Regions from separate parts of the Sus scrofa genome. Here all the other regions are linked to region 4. A link is a contact called in public Hi-C and HiChIP or PLAC-seq data. All regions are on one chromosome and are shown on one strand. The core of a region is the stretch at or near the end of the contact, and the rest is flanking DNA. Distances in the headings are between cores, read along the strand shown.

Region 1 (2,700 bases), core at 144-2,643, 210 kb before region 4:
TTGTAATTTTTTCCCTCAACTACTTAGGAGTCCCTTTTTGTCTAACTGTGGTTAATAGTTGAGGATACAGAGTAAGTAATCTCCTGTTAAACAGAAAATGTATTACATTATGAATTCTAATAAGTATCTAAATGTAAATAGGAATTTAAAATATATTCCAAAGCTAACTTATTAGCTATATTAGATTATAATATCTCTATGCCTAATATGAATAAAAGATAAAGAAAAGTATGAGAGATATATACTATTCAGAATAATCTCTCCTGGTCCTTTTCCAAGACTCTTCAAGAAGAAATCTTTTACTCCTACCACACTCATGGCTCTGTTGTCACAGTTAAAATAGTACACAACTATGTTAAAATAGTACACAACTATGAAATGAAAGACTTCTCTATTGAGAAAGGAATTAATATATGTAACACTAGAAGATACAGGAGTTCCCTCTGTAGCTCAGCAAGTTAAGAACTGACATTGTCTCTGTGAGGATGCAGGTTTCATCCCTGCCCTTGCTCAGTGGGTTAAGGATCTGGCAGGCTGCAGATGGGGCTTGGATCCAGTGTTGCTATGGCTGTGGTACAGGCATGAAGCTGCAGCTCTGATTCCAGCCATAGGCCAGGAACTTTCAAATGCTGTAGGTGTGGCCATAAAAAGAAAAAAAAAAAAAAAAAAAGAAGAAGATATGGAACAGAAACTGAGAAGGCAGTGTATTTGAAGTTAAAATTGTGGAAGATAAAGCAATTTCATACTATAAAAAAGTCACAAAAGTAAAATCTAAATTATTATTCTTAATCTTATAATTAATTCTGGCAGTGGTGAAGCAGAGAGTTAAAGAGCATAAGATATTGCCTGGGTTCAAATTCCAGCTCTGCCACTCAACAGACTCTAAGCCATATCAATTTATAAATCTAATAGTGCCTACTTTCATAAGACTGTTAGTACCAATTAAATGAGAATATAAAGCACTCAGAATGAAGATAGAAAGTACACAATGAATACTAGTTATAGAGATGGAAATTATTACTGCTATTAATTTAAGAAATTTTTATTAGCCTTCTTCCTAAAGTAGTAGATTTCTAAATGTTATATCTCTCAAATACAGAAAAACTAGGGTATAAAATCAGTAACAAAGCTTTATTTTTTGGCTAGGACCGCAGCATGTTGAAGTTCCTGGGCCAGGGCTGAACCTGCGCCACAGCAGCAATCCAAGCTGCTGCAGTGACAATGGTGGACCCACTGTGCCACAAAGGAACTCCAATACTTTATATGTTTTGAAGTTTGGAAACTAAAAAAAAGAAAAAAAATCTAGTATTAAGGACGAATCTTCCTATGACCAATGACACACTCTTGTAAGGTAGTCAACTAAAATTAGCACTTCTCAGAAGAGCTGCAATAGCCACCTTCACTTCCTTATTCTGTTTCCATGAACTTCACTTATTATGTTATGTCAATTCTTTTACCAATCATGCTACATGACAGAACTTTTCTTCAAATCTTTCTAGTTTAATAACATAAAAGAATTTAAACCATATAAATTTTAAAAAACTCTTTTTTAGTATTTTGTTATTAATGGCTCCAAAAGGGTCTAAGTGCCTTTTAACATCTCTGTCTGATGCTAACATTCTAACACACACAAAAAAGAATTTATAAAAAAAAGTGAAGTAAATAACTACAGTATCTCTGTTTAAAATATGTTGAGTTTTCAGTGGCTAATGACATTCTCAGTAACAAAAAGATACAGTTGCAAATATAATGCTACACTCAAAACAGGACAGGATTATAAATATCTATATATAGTTTTATTTATTTGATTCCAACTAGTTCAGAATCTACTATCTTGGATCTACAGAATTCTTATCAAGTCACAATGTTCAAAATAACAATTTTCAAAATATTACTTACATTGTAAGTAAGTAATTTCAGGATAGTATCTACAGTATTTAATTTACTTATTTATTCATTTATTTATTTTTAGGGACACACCTGCAGCATATGCAGGTTCCAAGCTAGGGTGAGAACCAGAGCTGCAGCTCCTGACCAGATCCAAATTCGGGACCATCAGCCCACTGATCAAGGCCAGAGATCAAACCTGCATCCTCATGGATACTAGCTGGAATCTGCTGAGCCACAATGGAAACTCCTACAGTACTTTAAAAATACAGACTGGAGTTCCCATTAAGGCACAGAGGAAACAAATCCGACTAGCATTCATGAGGATGCAGATTCGATCCCTGGCCGTGCTCTGTGGGTCGGGAATCCAGCACTGCCGTTAAGCTGTGGTGTAGTTTTCAGAGGCAGCTTGGATTCCGCATTACTGTGGTGCAGGCTGGCAGCTGTAGCTCTGATTGACCCCAGCCTAGGAACTACCATATGCCGCAGGTGCAACCCTAAAAAGCTAAATAAATAAAAATATAGACTTATGGGAGTTCCTGCTGTGGCACAGTCAGTTAAGACTCCAACTGCAGCTGCTGCAGAGGTATGGGTTCAAACCCTGGTCCAGCTGCAGTGGGTTAAAGGATCTGGCATTGCTGCAGCTATGGCAGGGGTGGCATCTGTGTCTCATATTCAGTCCCTGGCTGGGGAACTTCTATGTGGCAGGAGTGGCCAAAACACACACACCACTCATATATATATAATTTATTTAACAACAAATCAGGCTCTTGGTCCAGTAATTCTAGTCAGCAATTCTCAACTCAGTCCAGT
Region 2 (2,700 bases), core at 104-2,603, 230 kb before region 4:
TCTGAAAAAACAAAGCAGGATAAAAATAAAGGAAAATACACCTAAGCACATCGCAGTCAAACTTCTGCAAAGTAGTGATAAAAAGAAAAATCTTTTAGACAGATAGTAAAAACAAAACATTATAGACAGAAGAACAAAGAATGGCAGCAGACGTTTCACCAGAAACTATGCAAGGCAGAAGAGAATAATGTCTTTGAAGTACTTAAAAAAAACAATAACTATCAACCTATAATTCTATACCCATCCCCCACAAAAAGGTTTAAAAAAAAAATCCATTGCTAGTAGACCTGAACTACAAGAAATGTCAAATGAACTTCTCTGGGAAAAAGCAATTAATCCAGATAGGGCAACAGGATCAGTCAACTTTTTCTGTAAAAGGCCAAATAATAAGTGAAATAATATTATTTGAAGGTAGACTGTAATAAATTAAAAACTGAAAGCTGTAGAGCAACCACTAAAAAGAAAAGAAAAAAGAAAAGGGAATAGCTAATAAGCCATTAGAAGAGAGAAAACTGAATCATAAAAAATACTCAATTGACAAACAGGCAGGGAAAGTTAAAAAAGGGAAAAAGAACAGATACAGCAAATAGAAAACAAGTAGGAATTCCTGTTGTGATTCAGTGGGTTAAGAACTGAAAGTAATGTCTGTCCATGAAGATGTGGGTTCAATTCCTGGCCTTGCTCAGTAGGTTAAGGATCCAGCATTTTGGCAAGATGCAGCATAGGTTACAGTTGCAGCTCAGAACTGGTGTTGCTATGGTTGTGGTGTAGGCTGGCAGCTGCAGCTCTGATTCGACCTCTGAGCCAGGGAACTTCCATGTGCCACAGGTATGGCCGTAAAAAGAAAAAAAAAAGAAAGAAAACTAGTAGCAATGATAGATTTAAATCTAGCCATATCAAGTACATTCCAATTATAAGGCAGAGACTGTCATGTTGAATAAATAAGAATAATATAAGTATAGTGACAGGAACACTACAGAAACTAAGAATAGAAAGTTGGAACATTAAAAAAACTAATTTATGTACCTATAGTAGACTGAATATAGTTCTGCCAGGTTTATATCAGTACTGAAGAAATTTAAAAACATCTTAAGTGCAAGCAAATGGTGAATATAATTAAGCTCAAGCTGAAGTAATGTGACTTGAATATTTTTCATCTTCCTTTGATTTCCTGTATTTTAAGATCTCTGTTAATTCTCCCCAAATATCCCTAACATGTTCATAAATACTGACCTTGCCATGGCTTCTTTCCACTTTCTGAAAACACTTATTCAGAGACAGATTATGTCGAACAGAATTCTTCCAGCCTGTTGGTGCAGTTGCAAAATATGGGAAGCGGTTCAGAATCCAGCTATAAATTTCTTTGACAGGCAAACATTTATTTGGAGAGTGTTCAATGGCCATATAAATGAGAAGACTAAAGGAGTATGGGGGCTTTGAAGTTGCTGATTTTTTTTCTGGGTTCTGATAGCATGTTGGTCCTAAGGATGGCACATCATCTCCCTCTATGTCATACAATGGACTAACAACTGGAAGACCCTCACTTCCAAAGGTGAAGTTTGTTAGGAGATTAGTACTTTCATGAAGCCAGTTCAAGTTTGTGAGTTCATCATCTGCTGACTCACTGTCCACTAGAGTAGCCTTTGGCCTGGCAGCATCAACAGCTTCAGGCAAGCTTCCCATTTTGTAAATCTGGCTCAGTCCTGCAATCTTTTCAGCTCCTGGGGTTTCAGCTCTCTTTTCTGGAGTCATTCCAATTACTGGACCCATTTACTCTTACAACTCTGCAACAAAAGAAAACAATTCTCAATCAATGTAATACTCAAGATTCATAAACTCATGGAAAAAGGAAATGCATATTTAAATATCCCCAAATCAGAGAAATTTTGCAATCAATATTTAAACACAATATTGATAAAACAGACACTAAAGTTTACAATACATATTCATATTCTGTAAAAATGACTAAATAAAATGCAGCATTATAGCACAATATGTACAAGGGATATTAACAAAATTAAATAATGTATTTTGAATACTTAACAAGAATCCTAGTCCATAGTAACTGCCTAATAAGTAATGGCTGTTATTACTAACAATGAACGATTTCTCTGAATTATACAACTATGTACTACTTGTCTTAAGGATCTATGACTTCACTGTAATAGCCATACATATGGCTCAATACAGACAAAAACCAGATTTAAAATAAAGTTTAACCAATAATTCCAAATAAACCCTTTCCTAAAATTTGAAATACTTTTACTATAAAGAAATAATTTCTAATATTTTATAGTGTATCATATGAAAAAGATAACATTTCTTAACCACTAAATTCATTATCAGGAAAAATATATTTACTATAAATTTATTACTTAATTTTAAACTGCATCTTTTAAAAATTTTTTGTCTTTTGTCTTTTTAGGGCTGCACCCACAGCACATGGAGGTTCCCAGGCTAGGGATCTAATTGGAGCTACAGCTGCAGGCCTATACCACAGCCACAGCAACATGAGATCTAAGTCCCGTCTGCAACCTACACCACAGCTCATAGCAACGCTGGATCCTTAACCCACTGAGCAAGGCCAGGGATCGAACCCGCAACCTCACGTTTCCTAGTTGGATTCATTTCTGCTGCACCAAGATGGGAACTCATAAACTGCAGTACTTTTAGCTCTCTCTTCCTTATTATCTCATCAAG
Region 3 (2,700 bases), core at 190-2,689, 170 kb after region 4:
CCTCGCTCAGTGGGTTGAGAATCTGGCATTGTTGTGAGCTGCGGATTAGGTCGCAGACGCTGCTCCAATCCAGAGTCGGTGTGGCTGTGGCTAGGCCAGCAGCTGTAGCTCCGACTGGACCCTAGCCTGGGGACCTCCATATGCAGCGGGTGCGGCCCTAGAAAAGACAAAAATTTTTTAAATTAAAAAAAAAAAAGGTGAGGCGACCCTGATACCTAGAAAGATGCCTGGAGGCACATATCAAAATCAGAGACTCAAATATCCTACACGATACTGCCTCTCCCGGCTCTCTCCTGCCTCCCCAAATCCACTCTCCCCAGTCACCTTTACTTCCCTTATGTACTTTGTAACACAGTCATCTATCTCAAACCTAAGACAGCAACTGATCAAACTCAAATGAAAAAATCACCCAAAGGCCTGAAAAGAAGGGAATCAGGTAAACTGCCAGTTTTACCATAGCCAGTCAATGATAAACAAAAGAGAAAGAAGAGAATTGAGAAAGGGTATCTTTTTAGTCTTTACAACAGCAGCAAGGGAATAAAAACGCATTTTCCTTGGGGAGAGATTATGCTGAGGGGACCAGATACAGACACAAAAGATAATTCCCCCTGGGTTTTTTTCTTTTGCTTTGCGTTTGTGAGATCTACACACATACACACACAATTACAACCTCAACACTTTTACTTCTCTCTTCTTCTCACATATTATTTTCCCAAATATTATATTGACCACACTGCCCAAAAGTAAATTTACCTTTTTGGTAATACCTTACCTATTACGTATTGACCACACCTTTTCAAGATCTTGATGACTCCTATTATACTACGACTGGGAACCGACTCCAAACTTCGGTTACCAAGCTTAAAGATCGGTAAAGTGGATCTCCAAGGTTCTCAAATACCCTCAGCTTGACTAAAGGGCACAGAATCTCTAGCGCTCCCTACAGCTCAGACTTTGAACCTACCTACCACAAGAAGCCTAAATTATCAAAGATTGGCTACCTTGCTCCACTTTTTTTTTTTTTTTCCGCTTAAAAAATCGGGTGAAGGAAAGGGGGGATAGGCTGAAACAGCGAACCGAAGGATTAATCACTTCTCCCCATTACATCAGCAGCCCCCGCCCTTTCCTCCCAGCACCTCCTCTCCTAGAATCGTCGCTACGCACTAACGCTCTCTTCGCCCACCCCCCGCTCTATTATATGCCCTGATACCTCCCCATTATCACCCGCCCCGCCACACTCCCCCTTTCCTCCTTCCCCCTCCTTGGCGGGGGAGGGAGAAACCCGAGAGAGGAAACAGGGCGTTGAAGGAAGGGACTTGGCGATAAGAGCGGAAGCCCCATTGGGCCGAAGGTTGTATGAACGCCTCCCATTGGCTGCTTGGCCGGAATCCCCTCCTCTCTTCTTCCCCGCCCATTCGCCCCTCCCCCCGCCGCCCCGCGGCCCTCCCCTGCGCCCCCGGCCAGCCCCGCGGCGGGGAGGGACCGACTGGGCGAGAGGTGGCTCCGGCGGTGTCAATGGCTCCTCCTGCCACGGAGCAGCAGCAGAAGCAACGGCGACGGGGCTGAAGAGGAGGAGGAGGAAAGGTTCCTTTAAGGAGGAGGAACGACGACGCCTCTTTTTCCCCCTATCTCCTCCCTTCATACTCATTTCCCCTTCGCCGAGGAGAGAAGGGGGGGAGGAGAGAGAAGAGGCCGAAGAAAGAGAAAAAATTCCTCTCAGAAATCTCTTTCAGGGGGTGCGGGGGGGAGGAAGAGGGAAAAAAAGAGCCGGGCGCCCCCTGCTCCCTCCCTCCCTTCTCTCCTTCTCTTCTCCTCCTTCTCCCTTCCTCGCCCGCCCGCCCACTCCCCCCCGCCGCCGGAGACGCCGCTCGGGAGTCGGCGGGACCGGGGTCTGTCTCCTCTGCCGCCGACGCCGCGCTTCGCCTCGGGATCCCCAGGCGGGCAGACGCCCTTTCTTTCTTTCTCTCCCTCTGCCCGTCTTTCTGTCTCCGTCCCTCGCGGCCGCCCCGCCCGGCGGCCTCGGCCTTCCCCGTGCGTCAGGCCCGCCCGCCCGGCCTCGCTCGGTCTCTGTCTGTCTCCACGGGCCTTTCTCTTGACTAGGGGTCTCGCTCGCCCCTCCGCCCTTACCGTCTCCCCTTCCCCTCTCCCCCTTTCCTTCCTCCTCCCCTCTCCCCACCCCCTTCTCCTACTCCGGAGCTCGCGGTGCGTGTGCGTGTGTGTGTGTGTCCCTCCGCCAAAGCCGCCACCTCAGCCCGGCAAATGAACTCCGTCCGAGCCGCCAACCGGAGACCCAGGCGAGTGTCGCGGCCGCGCCCGGTGCAGCAGCAGCAGCAGCCCCCGCAGCAGCCGCCGCCGCAGCCGCCCCAGCAGCCGCCGCAGCAGCAGCCTCCGCCGCCGCCGCAGCAGCAGCAGCAGCAGCCTCCGCCGCCACCACCGCCGCCTCCGCCGCTGCCCCAGGAGCGGAACAACGCCGGCGAGCGGGGTAAGGCCGCGCTCTCTCCCTGCCTCCCGCCGGCTTGGGCGCCCGACCGGCCGGGACCCGCGGGGAGGGAGGCCAGGGCGGGCGGGGGCGGCCTGTGCGCCCGAGGGTGGGAGCCGGAGGCTGAGTGGAGGCGGGTCCCCCGTTGCCGCAGTGTCAGCCCGGCCGGGGCCCCGGCCGGCAGGAAAAGCCGTGGCTTCCCCACTCGCTCCGGCTCTAGC
Region 4 (2,705 bases), core at 117-2,616:
TGCGTTGCTGTGAGAAGTGGTGTAGGTCACAGACATGGCTCCAATCCTCTGTTGCTATGGCTGTAGTGTAGGCTAGGAGTTGTAGCTTGGATTCGACCCCTAGCCTGGGAACCTCCATGTGTCATGAGTGTGGCCCTTAAAAAAAAAAAAAAAAAAAAAAAAAAAGTAGTACATTAAAGGACACACCAAAGATCAAAAGATCACATAGTCTGTGTCATCTGCCTTGTCCCCTGCAATATTTCAGTGCCTAGGCAAGTTCTTGGTATATAACATGCACTCAGTAAACAATTGTGGAAGGGAAGAAAGAAGGCAGGCCAAGCTAACCCAGTTCTCCAGCACACATTCAAAGGCAAGAGGAGTCTAAAATATCCTTGGTCTTCCCCACCCCACCCACAGTGTGTAAGTACAATCATAGCACCAAGTATGTCTTTCTTTATACTTGACCCAGCTGTCTCCCAGTGGTGCAGTGAGAGCTACCTAAGGAGGTACTTTGGTGCTTTGGAGAAATGTAGATCTGGATTCAGCTCCCTGCTTGACTATTTAAGAGTTGTGTGGCCTTGGGCAAATTACTCATCTCTAAGCCTTTGATTTCTCCATGGTAAAAGGAGATAATGATAGTGTGTAAGGCTTTGAAATGGTAATCAATCATTTGTGGTACATGTTCAGACAATGCTCACTCTTACTATTACTCCCAATCCACAGCCCAGAAGGGTGGGCAGATAAGTAGCTAACCGAGGGGAGGCTGGGGCAGTTGACACCTGCTGTTCTGAGTTTCCCTTGCCTGCTCCCTAGTGCTGGCCAAAGACCCTGGCTGGAGAAGCAGGGAATCAGCCCTGGGCTGCCACGGTAAGGCCAAGGGTTAGAAGATGGAGGCCTGGCTAACCAGGCCCAGGCTCTGCTCAACCCAGGAGGGTTCCAAACACCACATTTGGAACTTCACCCTGTGACTTAGAGGTGGGAATCTATGTATTTCCTAATAACTCTGTTTCAAAGCAAGTTTACTTCTGACTGAGACAAACGTGGGTGTGGTGGGTTCCTTGTATTCAAAACGAAACAAAAGAAAAGAAAACAAAGAGCACCCCCTCCCCCAAGCCCGGAAGGCCTGTAGACCTTTTCCCAGGCAAAATGTGCGAAAAGAGGAGGGAGCGCCTTTGTGGGTGCTGTCCTGATTTAGAGCTTAGGAGCACAGCCCTCTCCAGCCCTCCTCAAGTCTGAGGTTCCAAGCTGTTAAAAGCACTGGGGTCCCAGGGGCGGGGTGGATGAGATTTGTTCAGCCCATCCCCAGTCTCAGCGGCTTGCTCAGCCGGTCCCACGCAGGGGAGGACCAGAGCACCGCTGGGTTGGACGCACCCCACCCGGGGAAGCACCCGCTCTCCCTGCCGGAATCCCTGGAATGTCGCCGGTCCAGGAAGTGTCTATCCGGGCTCTATGCAGAGGGAGGGGTTAAAACCTGGAATTTCTCGGGGTGCTTTTGCACATATTCCCCTCAAGCTTTTCAGCCCCATGAAGTTGAAGCTCACGGGGGTGAGAAGGAAGCCGCCTACTTCTTCCCCTGGCCGACTTTGTCTCAGGAAGGTTCGCAATCCCAGCTCTGTGAGTATCCAAACGATCCCTTCTTTGTGTCTGAGGGAGGAAGTCCTTCCAGTCTGGAAACCCACGTGGCCAGCTCAGGCAGGTGTTTCCAGCTGGATTGTCGCCATCTTGTGGCAGGATTGGGTGGCCACACTGGGCGACTGGCTAGGGCTAGCCTGCTGGCAACTTTCTTGGATCCCCAAAGTACCTTTCCTTCTTTCCCCTGACCAGCTAGGAATGGAAATTTTTAAATCGTGTTCCCTGGGCATAGGAGTTGAACTCAGAGGCATCTGCCCCCTCCTCGGCTAATTGCATGCATGCCTCTTCCTAAAGACAGCCAACAGTTAGTTGGAGAGACCAGCCTTATTAAGGAGCTCTTCTTCCTCCTGAGGCACCAAAACCAACCTGAATGAGGTGCCAAACCCCAACCAATTTCCCATGATACAAACTAATGATTAAGAAGACAGTCTTGTTCCTACTAGTTAGTAATGTTATTATGCTTGATGAGTATTATTAAAGGACCCCTGTTATTAAAGACTCCCTGTTATTATTGTATTATTACTTAGCATTTATAATGTATTTTGTATTTTCAAAACACACGGACTATTATCTCCTTGGGCTTTTTTCAAACACTCCAGAGAAGCAGGCAGGTGGCAGCTTCGTTTTTATAAAATAGGGAAACTGAGGCACTGTAATTAGTGCTGAATTCATGGATTGATGAGTCACTGAACAGTAGTCATTTCTTCCTGGATGATTACTGCCTTACTCCAAAGTGTTTTAGATACCAGTAAATGTTGAATAGACACCCTACCTTGGGAAACTAGTTTCACTCACTTTTACAACCCATTGTAATTACATTAGAAACCCAGTCCTAGAAGTTTTAAAACTTACAAGTCATTTACTCATTGTATTGAGCATATGGGTGATGTTAATTGCATTTTATTTTATTTTTACAAGTTAAACACAACCCATTAAAAAAAAACAGATGTTACAATCGGTAAACCAGATGTATCTTGATTTGGAGAATAAACTGGTTTTCATGACATTTGTTCATCATGAAAATACCCATTCATTAGATATAACAAGAATAAAAAAAGATAATAAAAAACCCACCATCTTCTTTTAAAGTCTAT
Region 5 (2,700 bases), core at 53-2,552, 190 kb before region 4:
TCCTCCCGGGTTCCAGACTCGCGGATGCTGCGGTGGGGAGAACTCAAAAAGCTGAACTATCTCACACACGCCCTCACGACCTCTCACCTTCCCAGGAAAGAGGACTTAAGGGCAGAGATAACCACCGGGCCAAGAGAAGCCGCGAACAGGAAGTGTCCATATTGCTGCGCAAAAACACTAACTCCCACCCTACCAAAACGGCCCCCCTCAGAGGCCCCGGGGGCGCCTGCTGAAGGAGTGGCCAGAGGGTGCCGAGCTCGGCCACCCCCACATCCGGGACCCGCCCCTGCCCACTCCAACGCCCGGTCGCCCCACTGCTCGAAGTTCATTCCCGGCCGCGCCCGGCGCCTCCCCGGCCACTATTTGGCCGGGCCCAGCCAGTCTGCCCGGTCCCGGACAGGACCCCACGCCTGGCACGTCTCGCTGCACTTCAAGCCGGGGGAGGGGGTGTTGCAAAGACTCTCGGCGGGTTTGGGGCGCTTCCTCTAATAACTGGCCCTGAGTCGAGCCTTAAGCTTCCTCAGAGCCAACTCCGAGCCTTTCCGAACAGCCGGCACCCCTCCCGGGCGATCATTACCACTCAGGAAAAACTAACTCCTCACGGAGCCGCACCCCCTCAGTTCACCACCCCCCGGGAGCCCACACAACCCAAGCCGCACGCAAGAGAGAACTCTGCGCCGGCGCCAATTCCTCCCCGGACAAAAATGTCCGGACGCGTCACGGGACAGCCGCCTCCGCGCCCCACACCCGGCGCCTGCCGCACGCGCTGCCTCCACGCCCGGGAGCGGCTCCGCGAGTCCGCGCGGGGAGCGCGAACGCCGGGCGGCGCCGGCTGGGGAGGGCTACGCTCCGCCTGGGACTCACCATCAGCTCGGCCGCGGCAGCGGAGAGGCGAGGGACAGGCAGGGGAAGACACAATATGGCAGAGAACCGCAGCTGCTCCCGGCGGCTTCCAGCAGCCGCCTCCGGGAAGACGCGGCGAGAAGGCAGCAGCAGCTGCGGTGGCAGCAGCGGCAGTACCACATCCCCCCTCCCGCTCGCTTCCTCCCCCTCCCTCTACCCTCCCCCGCTGCTATGGCAACGCGGCGCCAAGGAGATTAGCCCCGCCCCTCCCTCTGGTCCCCGCCTCCAGCGACCCCTAGGGAGGGGGTTCCACCAGTCTCTCCCTGTCCCCTCCCACTTCCTACCGAAGGGCCGGTCCGGGACCGGCTGGCTGCCCAGAACTGCGGGTGGGAGAGGAAAAGGGGGTAGATGCGGTGTCCGGAAGGGCGGGGCTCGCACGGAAGGCAGGGCGGAGACGTTGTGGGCCAGTCGGGTTTCGGGCTGAGGAAGGGCTGGGGAAGGCGGGAAAATGGAAAGGCCTCGCCCGTCCCGGAAGGACCTATAGGAGTGCAGCAGTGCGCGGCGCGACTGCTGAGTGGCCGAGGTGGTGTGGGGGCGGGGCGAGATGAGGCGGGACGAGCGTGGCGGTCTGGCTGGGGCGACCCGCGGAGGCTGCGGTGGGACTGTAGCGACGACCGCAACAGCGCGAGCTTCAGTGGGTTTCTTCAAGAGCTTTCCGCCATTGACCAGGCTTTGAAAGCGCTTTACGAACGGTAAAGCATTAATAGACACTTAAAGTCGTATCACCCGCGCTTGACTGAAATTTTATGTGGCGATTAAAGTTAACGTGTGTGAGACAAAAAAAAAAAAAAAAAGATTTTGGTATAAGATTCAAAATTTAATAAGCATAGCATTTACTGACCTCTCACAGAGTGCTAGGTACAGGGCTAAGTTCTTTACGTGCATTGTCATAATCATAATGCTGAGACACATTGCCACATAAAACACAGGCGACCCCCGTTAAATCTGAATTTCAGGCAAATGTGGAATAGCTTTTTAGCATAAGAATGTTCCCTTTGGTATATACCTTCCAGTTTTGTTTTGTTTGCTAAATCCACCAACGCTATTCTAATTCTTACTAATTCCCACTTTACAGATAGAGAAACTGAGGCGGACAAAACTAAGACTCCATTTTACATTGTCATTTTGACCCTGATAATTAAATATCTGAATTCCTATATCCACATCTTCAAAAACTAGAGTAATGATGCTTTTCTCACAAATGTGTTTGAATGAATTTTTTTAAGGGTATGTGAGAGAGACCTGGACAGTGATTGAGGCATGCTAGGTAGGTGCTAACAGAAGTTCATTTCCTTCCAGAACAATGAATGTTAACTGTTTATGTGCCAGGCTCTAAGTATAAAGTGAGCAGAATATGAAACAAGATGCCTACTGATAATGAAACAAATTAAGCTGTAAGGATGACACAGACACCAAAGAATTATAGGTGTTAACAGTATACAGTAACAAAAATGGAAGTGGTTGACCCTCTCATTCCACAGATGAAAACACCATGTCTACATGATTGTCCAAAGTCATCTACCACTTCCATTTGTTTTTTATTACACTGTCCTGGAGGACAATCCATAGGTGCATTCAGAGTAAGAGACCACAGGATTTCCCTCTGTGGCTCAGACATTAATGAACCTGAATAGTATCCGTGAGGTTCAATGCCTGGCTTTGCTCAGTGGGTCAATGATCCGGCATTGCTGGGAGCTTTGGTGTAGGTCAAAGATGCAGCTTGGATCCACTTTGCTATGGCTCTGGCATAGGCCAGCATCTACAGCTCTGATTTGAGCCCTAGCCTGGGAACCTCCA

Evidence for each region. A called contact is a pair of places that touch in the nucleus more often than the background predicts. HiChIP or PLAC-seq counts read pairs in DNA pulled down with a chosen protein or histone mark.
Region 1: an H3K27ac HiChIP or PLAC-seq map of alveolar macrophages shows a contact between it and region 4. The contact joins two enhancer-like sites. A contact is called at or near these places in 2 of 47 Hi-C or Micro-C datasets (embryonic fibroblasts and fetal skeletal muscle) and 1 of 2 datasets of contacts at active chromatin or transcription factors (alveolar macrophages).
Region 2: an H3K27ac HiChIP or PLAC-seq map of alveolar macrophages shows a contact between it and region 4. The contact joins two enhancer-like sites. A contact is called at or near these places in 3 of 47 Hi-C or Micro-C datasets (embryonic fibroblasts, skeletal muscle and subcutaneous adipose tissue) and 1 of 2 datasets of contacts at active chromatin or transcription factors (alveolar macrophages).
Region 3: a contact with region 4 is called in a Hi-C map of liver, with 4 times the contacts expected there. The contact joins the promoter of FBXO11 here to the enhancer-like site in region 4. A contact is called at or near these places in 2 of 5 promoter capture datasets (fetal liver and liver), 10 of 47 Hi-C or Micro-C datasets (alveolar macrophages, brain, embryonic fibroblasts and 4 more) and 2 of 2 datasets of contacts at active chromatin or transcription factors (alveolar macrophages and skeletal muscle).
Region 5: a contact with region 4 is called in an H3K27ac HiChIP or PLAC-seq map of alveolar macrophages. The contact joins the promoter of FOXN2 here to the enhancer-like site in region 4. A contact is called at or near these places in 2 of 5 promoter capture datasets (fetal skeletal muscle and liver), 9 of 47 Hi-C or Micro-C datasets (alveolar macrophages, embryonic fibroblasts, fetal skeletal muscle and 5 more) and 2 of 2 datasets of contacts at active chromatin or transcription factors (alveolar macrophages and skeletal muscle).

The regions. Positions count from the first base shown.
Region 1 is chr3:92,314,303-92,317,002 of Sscrofa11.1, forward strand. All of the region lies in intron 1 of FOXN2 (forkhead box protein N2), which reads right to left. Among named protein-coding and RNA genes, the nearest start is that of FOXN2, 21 kb to the right of the region's middle. Within about 2 kb of position 1,394, at least 8 of the 83 cell types and tissues checked have an H3K27ac peak or open chromatin away from gene starts, as enhancers often do. A contact at or near this core is called in alveolar macrophages, where this site is marked.
Region 2 is chr3:92,298,003-92,300,702 of Sscrofa11.1, forward strand. FOXN2 (forkhead box protein N2) reads right to left here. Exons shown (of 6, transcript XM_013987898.2): 2 at 1,234-1,784. The coding sequence starts at 1,770. Among named protein-coding and RNA genes, the nearest start is that of FOXN2, 38 kb to the right of the region's middle. Within about 2 kb of position 1,354, at least 19 of the 83 cell types and tissues checked have an H3K27ac peak or open chromatin away from gene starts, as enhancers often do. A contact at or near this core is called in alveolar macrophages, skeletal muscle and subcutaneous adipose tissue, where this site is marked.
Region 3 is chr3:92,694,963-92,697,662 of Sscrofa11.1, forward strand. FBXO11 (F-box only protein 11) reads left to right here and starts at 1,440. Exons shown (of 23, transcript XM_003354838.5): 1 at 1,440-2,482. The coding sequence starts at 2,260.
Region 4 is chr3:92,524,120-92,526,824 of Sscrofa11.1, forward strand. No RefSeq gene overlaps it. Among named protein-coding and RNA genes, the nearest start is that of FBXO11, 170 kb to the right of the region's middle. Within about 2 kb of position 1,367, at least 59 of the 83 cell types and tissues checked have an H3K27ac peak or open chromatin away from gene starts, as enhancers often do. A contact at or near this core is called in alveolar macrophages, brain, fetal liver and 6 more, where this site is marked.
Region 5 is chr3:92,335,815-92,338,514 of Sscrofa11.1, forward strand. It overlaps FOXN2 (forkhead box protein N2), which reads right to left and starts at 1,303. Exons shown (of 6, transcript XM_013987898.2): 1 at 1,188-1,303.